3 separate regions of the Macaca mulatta genome follow, and regions 1 and 3 are each linked to region 2. Evidence: chromatin contacts called from public Hi-C data. All regions are on one chromosome and are shown on one strand. Each heading gives the region's core, a stretch centred on a gene start, on an enhancer-like site or on the middle of the called end of the contact. The rest is flanking DNA. Distances are from core to core; before and after follow the strand shown.

What was found. Hi-C and Micro-C count contacts between places; a contact is called where the count stands out from the background.
Region 1: a contact with region 2 is called in a Hi-C map of fetal cortical plate, with 4 times the contacts expected there. The contact joins the promoter of LOC144340631 here to the enhancer-like site in region 2. A contact is called at or near these places in 4 of 14 Hi-C or Micro-C datasets (fetal cortex germinal zone, fetal cortical plate, fibroblasts and 1 more).
Region 3: a contact with region 2 is called in a Hi-C map of fetal cortical plate, with 2.8 times the contacts expected there. The contact joins two enhancer-like sites. A contact is called at or near these places in 3 of 14 Hi-C or Micro-C datasets (fetal cortex germinal zone, fetal cortical plate and liver).

Annotation. Positions count from the first base shown.
Region 1 is chr4:167,877,094-167,880,613 of T2T-MMU8v2.0, forward strand. LOC144340631 reads left to right here and starts at 1,438. Exons shown (of 2, transcript XM_078001061.1): 1 at 1,438-1,557; 2 at 1,618-3,325. The coding sequence starts at 1,438. The coding sequence ends at 2,457. It overlaps JARID2 (jumonji and AT-rich interaction domain containing 2), which reads right to left and starts at 1,714. Exons shown (of 19, transcript XM_078000932.1): 1 at 1,540-1,714; 2 at 557-760. The coding sequence starts at 601.
Region 2 is chr4:168,913,248-168,917,074 of T2T-MMU8v2.0, forward strand. No RefSeq gene overlaps it. Among named protein-coding and RNA genes, the nearest start is that of CD83, 93 kb to the right of the region's middle. Within about 2 kb of position 2,489, at least 20 of the 40 cell types and tissues checked have an H3K27ac peak or open chromatin away from gene starts, as enhancers often do. A contact at or near this core is called in fetal cortex germinal zone and fetal cortical plate, where this site is marked.
Region 3 is chr4:167,719,572-167,723,049 of T2T-MMU8v2.0, forward strand. All of the region lies in intron 3 of JARID2 (jumonji and AT-rich interaction domain containing 2), which reads right to left. Among named protein-coding and RNA genes, the nearest start is that of JARID2, 160 kb to the right of the region's middle. Within about 2 kb of position 2,145, at least 16 of the 40 cell types and tissues checked have an H3K27ac peak or open chromatin away from gene starts, as enhancers often do. A contact at or near this core is called in fetal cortical plate, where this site is marked.

The DNA of each region.
Region 1 (3,520 bases), core at 188-2,687, 1.0 Mb before region 2:
TCGCTGTAACATGATTCCCAACTGGTTTATGTTGTAAACCAGATAAGCCAAAACGACCACAGACGTTAAATTTGATGTGCCAATGCAAAGAGAAGATCGCCATAATCGGACCCTCCATCGCAACTTAAAGGGCTTCCAACACACATGAGTTACACGATTTTTCCAAATAACATTAATAATAATAACACAGGCTCATTTGCATGCAAAGTGCAATACGGGGCCAAATCCGCTTGAGAATGCAGTTTAGTTACATTACCGCAGCCGCCCCCCCACCTCAAGCTCCACCAAAATCCCTTGCCTTTCATCTAAAACTAGATTATGGTTGTGTCATTCGAGGTCAATTTATTCACTTGAGGTATCTCTACACCAATCTGTTTTTTCAACCAAACTAGGCAGACACCACTTCGCTTGAAAAGCCCTCTTTCAGAAAAGAAAGAAACAGCCTTATCGGACGCTGTGTTTAAAACCCTTCAGCTGCAGAATTATCTATAAACTTGACATTCACAGCCATTGCTTAAAACTGCAAGTCAAAGGATGTGTTGTTAGGAGCACTTACGTATTTCTTCTGAATGATATTCCTCTTCGGTCTTTCCTTGCTCATTCTGAGATCCAAATGCTGATTGCAAAAGGGGACAATTGCTTCATGAATTTAAAGCCGTCAGAAATTTGCAAAAAAATATCCTGGTGGTTTTTATTGTTGTTGGTGGTGGTTGATCTTGTAATCCGACTTTTCTTCCTCTTCCCCCAAAGCCAGATTCGCCTTGAAATAAATCCGAAATTGGGAAGGAAAAAAAAAGAGCCAAAGACGAACGAAGCAAACAAAAAAAAATTCACTTTAGTAAAACACTCATAATGGAAAATTTCCCCCGAAACACATACACACACACACAAAAAAAAACCGACGCCCTTCACTCCCCCCCCTTTTTCCTCCAAAAACTACATCAGCGAAACGTGAAGGTCCTTAGTGTCTGATCCGTAGTTACATCTTGGAAAAGAAAAGGGAAAGATAAATAAAAAATGTTGGAAGTCACGTTTGTGCTGCAGCAGCAGTGCGAGCAGAAGAGTCAACTCCAGCGGCGGCGGCGGCGGCGGCGGCGGCGGCAGCACCACAGCGAGGGCTCGCCGAGTCTCTTTTTTCCAAGCCCCCTAACCAATGAGAGAGAGGCTATCCAGCCCAACTTTAAATGGACTCTGCTTTTATACAAGTTAGGGCTCCTCGGATAATTCCCCGCCGGGCGCCAGCCGAAAACTCCCACCGCTCAGCCGCCAGGCGCCCGCTTAGCCCGGTGCCGACCGCCCCTGGCCCAGTCCAGGGCACCCCCGCAGCCTGGCCAACCAGACACCCGAGCGACCTCGACGAACCCCTCCCAGGCAAGCCCTCGGGCGTCGCTCCCACGCCGAGCCCAGGCGTGGAATTGAGAGAGGCTCCCTAGCTCAATGCATGGCACGCTCCGTCGCTCCACCTCACCCCCTTTCCCCTGCCTGCCGCTCACCCCACGACCGCCCCACGCCAGCCCCCGCCACTGCCTTCGCGTCTACCTGCAGCCGGGCTGCTGGGTAGGAGTGCCCCAGGACGCCCGGCCCCGGGGAGAGCCGCCTATTCCCGGGGCACCTTAGAATGGTCCCCTTGATCTTCTGGAAGTTGTAGTCCCCCGACTACAAAATGGCTATGGCCACGGAAGCTGGGAACTACAATTCCCAGCCTGCCCCGCAAAGCCTGTCACTCAACTCCCCTCCCTCCTCCTCGCCCCCTCCCCCTCACCGGCCGTGCCAACAAACGCTTGGACGTGTCCCGCGTGCGACACTGCTAGAGGCTGGCTCGGGATTGGCCCGCGGAGCGTGTGGTCCGCGAGCGAGGAACTCCCCACGCCGGCCCCCCTCCGTCCCCTGGGCCCCGGCCCCCCTCCCCTGGCGGCCGCCGGCCCCCTCCCCGCGCGCCCCGCCCCCACCCGCGGCGCGAACCGCCTGTGGAATCGAGGAATCGCGCGCGTGCGGCCCGGAGCCGCGGGGGAGGGACGCGAGGCTTCCCCGGGGAAGGCCTCGGAGCGTGGCGGCGAGGGGGGCGGTGTCAGGGAGGGGTTGGAGCCCGTCCTAAGGAAAACTGGGCCACGCACCAAGAGGAATCCTCGGTGCGAACTAGTTGATCGGCGGCGCCTGCTGCTTGTGCCGTGCAGCCGGTGTCACCTCAGGACAGCGCCTCGCGTCTGTGTACAGAGCGTGCTGCGGGCGCCTAGGGTAGTCCGAGGTCACTCCTCTCCGCGCCCCGCAGCCGCGCACGCCCCCACGCGCGGGGTGGGCGGTGGCCAGGGGTCGCCGAGTGTAAGGGCCACGCCCCCCCACGCCCGAGCTCGGCACGCGGCCCCTCGGTCACGAACGCGTTTCCGCCCGACCCGCTTGGGGGACGTTGCTGATGGCCCAGGAGTGAAGCCCTGGCGGCTGCCTCCTGAGAAAAGATAGCCGTGTTTAAAGAAACTGAACGGGATCTTTGCTTTGCCGGGCGTATTTGGTGATAAAATACCACGAAATGTTGAGGCAAAAATGAGTGGAATATGGAGACCAAGCCGCACAGAAACGCAGCTGTAAGGAAGCATCTCGAACACCGAGTGCCAGTAATATCAACTGCCGGGGCCACACGAGAGCCTGCTTTTTACCTGCCTCTAGCCCCCTGACGTGCAGGTTTAATCGCTGAAACAAATGAAGTAGCAGGCCCTGGCATAGCGCTTTGGGCCTTCGCCTTATTAACAACTTTGTCAAGTCTCGCATCGCCATTCTGCCTTGTTAATTTCCTTGTTTTTCGCTGCGGTTTTGGAGAAGCAATGTTTTCCATGATCTCTCAGGCTAGCCTCGGAATAAAACGTGGCAGAAGCGCTCCCTCGAGCACATACCCATATATTTTACTCTACCCATTCCCTAGAGTCTGCTTACTTCAAAAGTCTAGATACTCGAGTAACACAGCTGTTTACTTGCAGCAGTATTTGAAGAGATAACCTTGGTGTCTAGAAAGGTCTCAGAAACTGGAGGTAAGAGACCTGGATTCAAATCGCACCTTGGCCACTTCCCAAAAGGCAACTGAGAGCCACTCTGAGCTGGTCAGTTTCCTCATCTGCAGATTAGTGGTGATCAAACCTGTGGGGAGGCTTGTGTGATAAATAACATTAACGTAGTTTAACACTAGGCACGTTATTGGAAGCTTTCAGTAAACTAAATAAAAATCCTTTTCGAAAGGGTTTTTTTAATTATTTTTACCTTTTCAAAAAATCTGAAATGAAATAATGTCATCTAATGTTCACTTCACAATCGGAAAAATAAATGATCTTTTGTGCCCTGAATACTGCAAAACTTGTTCCCTGGTGCCATTTCCTGGGAAGGATCCAATGGGGCAGACTCCAGTAGGGCCACCCAAGGTGTTTTCTAAAAACTTTCTGATCATTAGGACTGGCATACTGGGAATCTCCACGTCTCCACGTTGTTAAGATTTTAACCAGCTTTCTCTAGGTTTCACGCAGATATCTCATTCCCC
Region 2 (3,827 bases), core at 1,239-3,738:
AAAAAAAAAAAAAAAAAAAGTTAATAAATGTAAGACACTAAATGTGGTGTCAATGTTTGCTATTATCCATATTTTTATGTTATCCCCATGGCAGAATGAAATCTCATTGACCAGCTTTCCTGGTTAATCTCATAAACTGTCTCATTTTTCAACTATTACAAAATACAGTCCAACCAAACTGAGAAATGTGACCATCTCATTCAAATCAGTACTTCTCTCCTCCTTCCAACACCTGGAGGTTGGCTTAAGTCTGGAAGCATGTGGCTGGGAGGGGGACCCAGTCAGTGTTTGTTCCTGCTTCCTGGATCCTCCACCTTCTCCAATCACTGAGCGATTCTGGAGGCTGGAAAGTCCAAGGTCAAGGTGCTGGCAGATTCAGTGTCTGGGGAGGGCCTGTTCTTCACAGATGGTACCTTCCACGGGTACTCTCATGGTGGAAGAGGAAGGCAGTTTCCTTCTATCTCTTTTATAAAAGCACTGATCTCATTTATGAGGGCTCCACCTTCATGACTTAATCACTTTCCAGAAGTCCCACCTCTTAATACTGTCTTATTGAGTATGAGGGTTCACAATCAAATTCGGGGGGGGGGACATCAACATTCAGACCATAGCAGTTTCTCAGGTTCCAAAGAACAAAGCTCTTCAAGGATGGATTCAGTTGCATCTAGGGGCTGGTGCCCTTGGGAGTGGCAGATGTGTACACGCTGGCTCTTCTGTGGATGCTTTTGTGAGTTTTCTCAATCCTCTTCCTCTATTGCTGCCAGTTCATGAGCTGCAGCTCCGGAACATGGGCAGCCCCTGTTAGCTGGCACTCACTCGTCACCTTCAGGTCCTGGCATGTGCTGCTCACCTCGCCCCGGTGGGGGGACGTGGATCCACCCTACCCCTAGGGAGACTTGGTGCATGTATGACTCACTGACTCTTGGAAGAAGAGGTAGCTTCAAATACCGCCTTCTCTCGCCACTGCAAACAGCCGTCTGCTTTGCAGGTCACATCAGTCCTTACGCCTCCCAAACTCCACGAGACACTTAAAGCTCTCCAGGGAGTTCTCTGGAACCCAGGTCATTTATCTTGAGGTAGGTGAAGAAGCACAGCATATAGACACCCCTCTAAAAAGAAAGACTCACTGCTAGCCTCTCCTGCATCCTTAGCCTCCTATTGTATCGCCCCAAGGCGAGGCTGGTGTCAGTCCCTTAATACCCCACAGAAGGTCCATACCTCACTTGAGAACGGAGGTGGGAGTTGTTTGACACATATATTGTTCTGTGTCAGGGTCTCAGCAGAAATTCTAGCAGTCACGAACACAGAGTCCCTTTTAGTGTCCTGTCAGGGGCTGGAGAAGACTAGGGGCATCTTTGGAAGTTACCTAGAGGGTAGCCCAGTGTGAAAGGCCTGACTACCAGGGAATGGAATCCGGGCTTCGTGGTGTAGACAATGGGCTGGCAAGGTGTGTTTCTCTTTCCTTTCCACATGTAGGTAAGTGCAGCCCCGGTTCCTGGACTTGCCTTCACATCCACGGACCTGCCCTTTCCCAGGGTTAGCTGGGTTCAAAGGGCTCTCAGAATGTTTTCTTTAAAGGAAAAAGAGAGAGTGGCAAACGCGTGCCTAGGTGGGAGCAGGGAGTAGAAGGAGGCGGTTTAGACAGTAGTAAAGGGACATCAGACCAGCTACAAGCCAACAAGGAAAAAAAGTGACGTAAGGAAAAAAATCCCAGGGAGCAGAGAGAAAAGTAGACTCTCCAATGCCTCGCAGTAAATGAGGACGCCTGGCGCCTGCGGCGAGGTCAACTGAGGTCAGACGAGCTTATCGCTCCTGTCCCGGGAATTAAGGGCATCCTGGGGACAGCTGCAGAGCAGGAGGCTCCCCGTGCCCTCCTCTTCCTAAGCAAGTCAGGATCCCAGGAGGCGCGTGCGGGGAGGCCCCTCCGAAGGGCTGCTGGCTTGTGTTTTGCACCAGCGCAAAGGGAGGCTGTAGGTTGCTTCTGCAGTGAGGCAAGCTCAACCGGACGCCCAGAAGAGAGACGAGGCGCCGCTGTCGGGGTGTCTGCCTGCCTCTTTAGGATCAATTATTAGCGTACAGATCCTAAAACAAAACAAAACAACAAAACAAAAACATCGACTTGCATTAATAACAGGCCCCAAGTTCGGGACGCCAGGAGACGCCAGCGGGGCTGTGAAGTGCAAATCGCCCCGAGGCAACCCGCGAACGGGAGGGCTGTCACCAGCCCGCTCGGAGAGTGCGACACCCGGGTCCGTTCCGGAGCAGGGAAACTTTCGCGGGAGGCTGCGCTGGCACCGGCCGCCTGGCGCGGCTCGCGCGGACCTGGGCGAGGGGACACGCAGCGCGGCACTGCCACCTTGTGGGCATCAGCGGCAGCGGCGCGGCGGGGCGAAGCCGGCTAGGCGAGCGACCCGCGGCTCGGAGCCCGACGCCGGCCAGCGCAAGCCCGCAGGAACGCGCCGACCGAGCGAGAGCCCGCGGGGGCGGGGCGCGCGGCGCCGGTCACGTGGGTTAGCAACAGGCAGCAGCCAATGAGAACGCGAGTCAGGTGGTGCGTGCGCCCGCCGCGCGCGGGAGGTGAGGGGTCCGGGAGGAGGCGTGGGCGCGCCACGGGCTCGGTGGGGCCGCGGGTGGGGAAGTCCAAAAGGGTTGCTCTTCCCTGTCGGGAGCCGCCTGCCGCAGGCGGGATGAACAAGAGTTGTAAAATGGGACTGTCCCATTCCCACGCTCCACGGCTGTGACCCCTGTACGGGGCAGTGGGCGGCGGTGCGGGTAGGAAGCAGGCGGGAGCGACGCCGGGAGTCCGGTTTGTCCCTACTCCAGCCACTTGTTGCTTTGCCAAATCCTTGGGCCTTAGACTGCCATTTGGATCCACATAGGGGAATTAAAACAAAAAGATAATGAGGCTCCTGGCCGTGGTGGGCTGCGCATTGGCCCTCTTGCCCTGCATGTAGCAGGTGGAGGAGACAGGCTCCATCCTTAGAGCTTCCCAGAGCCCAAGGCTGGCACGAAGACACCAAAGCAGAGGACAGCCAGGAATTGGGTCAGAAAGAAAACGCTTCGTTGGTTTTAATTATTTTAAATAGAAAAGCCACATCCAAAAGTACCAATAATGACTTTTCCAGTAATCCCACCATGTTGACATAAAGCAGCCCACCCCTGAACGCAGAAGACTGTAGCACAACCTGTGAGAGGCGTTTTGAAGGACTGGGGCAAAACCAGAACTGACAGGGAGGCGTGGTTTCCATCAGGGTCTTACTCTTCTGGTTTCCTAGTTTGAGCAGATTTCACCCTGTTAATAGGGTCCGTGGATCGGTCTCTCTTTCTCTCTCTCTAGCGCGCTCTCTCTCTCTCTCTCTCTCTCTCTCTCTCTCTCTCTCTCTCTCTATTTCCATTTCCATCTCGTGTTTCATTCCTCTGAAACAAATCCAGAGAGCAGATGGCGTCAGAGGGTATCTAATCCATGCCCGACCTCGAGGCACTTCCTATAAGCTGTGATACCGTGGTAAGGTGTTATTATAGAGACAAAAATATCTCAGACTGCAGGATCTAGCCATCCTATTCTTAAAGTTCCCTAGGGAAAGATGTTGTACAATATTCTTTGATAACCTACCACAAATGCTAACCACTTTAAGTACAATATAAGAACGTTCTGATCCTAGGTTTTATTTGTTTCTGTTTAAACTCATTCAGGGTCAGGCTACCCCAGAGGGCAGTTGAACACCTGTCCGGTGGCTTATGGGAATGGCTTGCACGATATGCACTTCCCTCCATCAGGATCAGTGTGTCTGCTGACACTGGGGACCATGCCTGACACACAGGTACAA
Region 3 (3,478 bases), core at 895-3,394, 1.2 Mb before region 2:
AACACCCACGATGCTCTACAATCAGCAGTTCTAGTTTTGTGTCCAATGCCATGGCTACTCTATCCCAGGCCGTAACTTCTCTGGGTCCACACTTCATCTCAATGCCCTTTTAATTTTACACTGACAACACAGTCAAACACACACCCACCAGACACCCTAGTTATAAATACCCACCACAACATAAACCCCTGGAATCCCCTAGGATATGCAACTCAAGCTTCCATCAGCTCAAGAAAAGAATTCCACACCACAGAGGGCCCACAACTGACCACCTCCAAGGTCAAAAGCTGCCTACAGAAGGAAACTGACTCAAGGCAACAGTGGACTTAGGCTGGTGTGTAACCATGAGCGGCAGAACAATGGCACCACTGCAGAGCAAGGGAACTCAGTTCCAAGAAGGAGACGGCAATACAAGGGCATTTTTTTTGTTTTTTGAGAATTTTTTCTAAGACAGATAAATGAGCCCAACATGTGGAAAGTCCTGTGTTCAGATAAACTGACAGGCCCAAATCTGATTTCTCATCTCACAGAATTTGCACTCCTCAAAGGGAGATGTCCATGAACACAGCACGTTCACAGATAGCTAATGATACTCTTCTGCCTTCAAGTAATTACAAGTGTGTATGTATTTAGGTCTCTAAAGCTTCCTATCATCTTTATCCCACAAATGTAAGGTACCAAAAGAAACCAGCTATCCAATCTGAGCCAGGCTCTCCAATGACAGGCAAAGCTGCTGCTTTTACTCAATCGACAAGTGCCATAAAGTTATCGGTTTGTGTACTAATCTGTAATGATAAACGGGCAAAGGTCCACAAACTTTGTGTCCTGATTGACACCATAATTTGTACATAAATAAACAGCCACACCCTTTGCCCTGAAACCTCTCTGGGCTGCCTTCATTCCCTAAGATAAAAGGAATCTCTTGGAAGTTCTAAGTTCTGTTTTCTTTGTAGCATGACTAGGAGGGACAGTAGTTACCCAGTTTCCTTATTACCTCACTCACATATCAAGAAATCAACTGCCCTCCCACTTTTCAGATGAATATATTCAGAAAGGATTAAGTAGTCCATTCAAAGTAAAAAAACAAAAAACCTGCTGACAACAAATAACTTTAGAAAGGCCTACTGCCTACCAGAGAAGCATTCTTTCCACTACTGAAATATAATGCATGGAAGCAGTACAGAAAGCATCACTATAGGAATGTGGCTATGGAATCTGCTAAGATTTGAGGCACCAAACATTGAAGGTTCCTCAAAATCATCTGTGTTTACAGACAGTAACACAGACATGAATTAATGCATGAAATTCGGGAGAAGAATCAAGAGCACTAGAAGTTTAAAGCTTTTAGGTCTCAATCTAGAATCACTTCAGATCTCAGGATCTATTTGCATGCCTCAGTTTCCTCCATCTTTCAAGGAAAGAAGATGGAGGTAGAAAAAGAAAGGATTAATGGAAATGAAAGCAAACATGCTGTTTATGAAGGAAACCAGAGCTATGGTGAGGATGAACTAATTAACTTTAATCAAACATTTATTTTTAAATGCTGGGAAATGATCAAATAAATTGGAAATAAAATAAAAGGGACCAGCTATAGCTGGATGGCATTCAGTCTCCAGAGAAATGTCTAAATTCATACAAGCCTGACTGAAACTGCAGATTTGGCCAAAATGGTCAACAGAGCTTAATGCTTTAAGAGCGACATTAATTCTCTCTTGTAAATTTCCACAGTGCCTTTGCAGGAGCCACCATTGCCCCTAGGGAGGATATCAAAGCTAAAAGAATATTAATATTAAGCAAATCGCAACACTTTTTACATAGTCTCTCATATATATATAGCACCTTGCCATCCACAATGGATTTAATCAGGACCCCAGCAGGGAAACCCACAAAGGCCTATTTCTCCAACAAAAGCCATACCAGCCTGAAACAAATCTAGAGCTATTTGGTTTGTCTTTTATTTATAGGAACAGACCTTCTATCCCAGGTTCCTCAAGATAAGCCACCAAAAACTGCACCTGACAGACCCGTGGAGCAGCCATCCTCAGAGCCGGATCATTGCAGAGAGACAGAGAGGAAGAAGGACAGAGGGAGGGAGGGAGGAAGAGCGCAGTGAGGCAGGCTCCGGAGCACTTGTCAACAATCCTCCCCTGTACGTAATAAGCAAGCGGCAGTGCAGATTCCGCGCGGCAATAGGACGGCCAGAACAGCAATGGGGCCGAGGGGGAGGGGAGGCAGCCAGGAGAGAAGGTTATTTATGTGCATGGGAGGGAATCGAACACCAAAGAGGAGGGGTCTCCGGCTGGCTCCCCCTACCCTGATAAATTAAAATGAGAAAAAGGAAAAGAGCCACTAGCTTTTCATCCTGCCATTTCCCCAACCTGCAATGCAGACAAATCCGAAGTACAGAATTTCTGACATATGGGGGGGAGGGGGACATTCACAGTTTAATTGTGCACACTTTTGTGTCCCCAGCCGGTCAGATGCCCCCACCCCATTGCCAAGCACACCCCACCCCCAAGGACAGCGGGCTCCAGGGCGCAGTTTCAATGGCATCCCTTTTTAATATCATAATCTGTGTCATTCAGCACTTGCCTTTTATTTATTTTTATTTGTTTTTTTGGCTGGGAAACCTGGGCAGCTCTCCAGACAGACTGCAGAAATCTCCTTCCACATGCTCCTCCTCCAGCCCGCCTCCCCCCTCCCTCCAATTCCAGCTTCCACGGAGCCTCATTACTTATGAAGTGACCGCATGGGCCACCGCTGCCCCCACCAACAACACAGGGGCACCCCTCCCCCTGCCCTGCGCAGGCCCCTCCCTGAGGCACATAAATTGATCTAATCTAATCAAACAGAAGCTGTTTTCTCTCATTGTTTCTTGAGGATCTTTCACAGAACCGGCTCTGTGGTCTGGCAGCTGCTGGGAGGGGTGAAAAAGGCAGGAATCCAACTGAGGGCTGGCCAGCTCCCTGGCCTCAGACAACTGGAGTACACATCTCCTTTCATATGTTATAGCTTTTTGATTTTTAAAGTCAATTCTCTTGAAGCCTTTGAACTTCAACCAGCAATGATAATGTCCAAAACACATGCTCTCAACACTACCACACGCCTCTCTTCATGCCCTTCCAAGGGGAGGAAGACGGTGGCCAAGCCCACATAGCACTGGAAGTTTTCCTGAGATGCATTCAGAGGAACTGGAAACATGCCTTACTAATACTTCCAGCTTCTTGTTTCCTAGTTGTTGAACCATCTAACTAGGCCCTTCTGGGTTCTCATACTACACACACAGTAACTTATTTATACCTCACAAAAATCCTGAAGGTAGATGTCAACTTTGCTCAGGAGTGAAGTCACCCAGGCTAGCAAGCAATCAAGGCCAATTGGATATTCTCTCCACAATGGCCAACTCTTGTTTTGTAAATCATTAAAGCTCATGTACACGCCAGAACTTCTTACATCAAAAATGTATAAACATCAATAT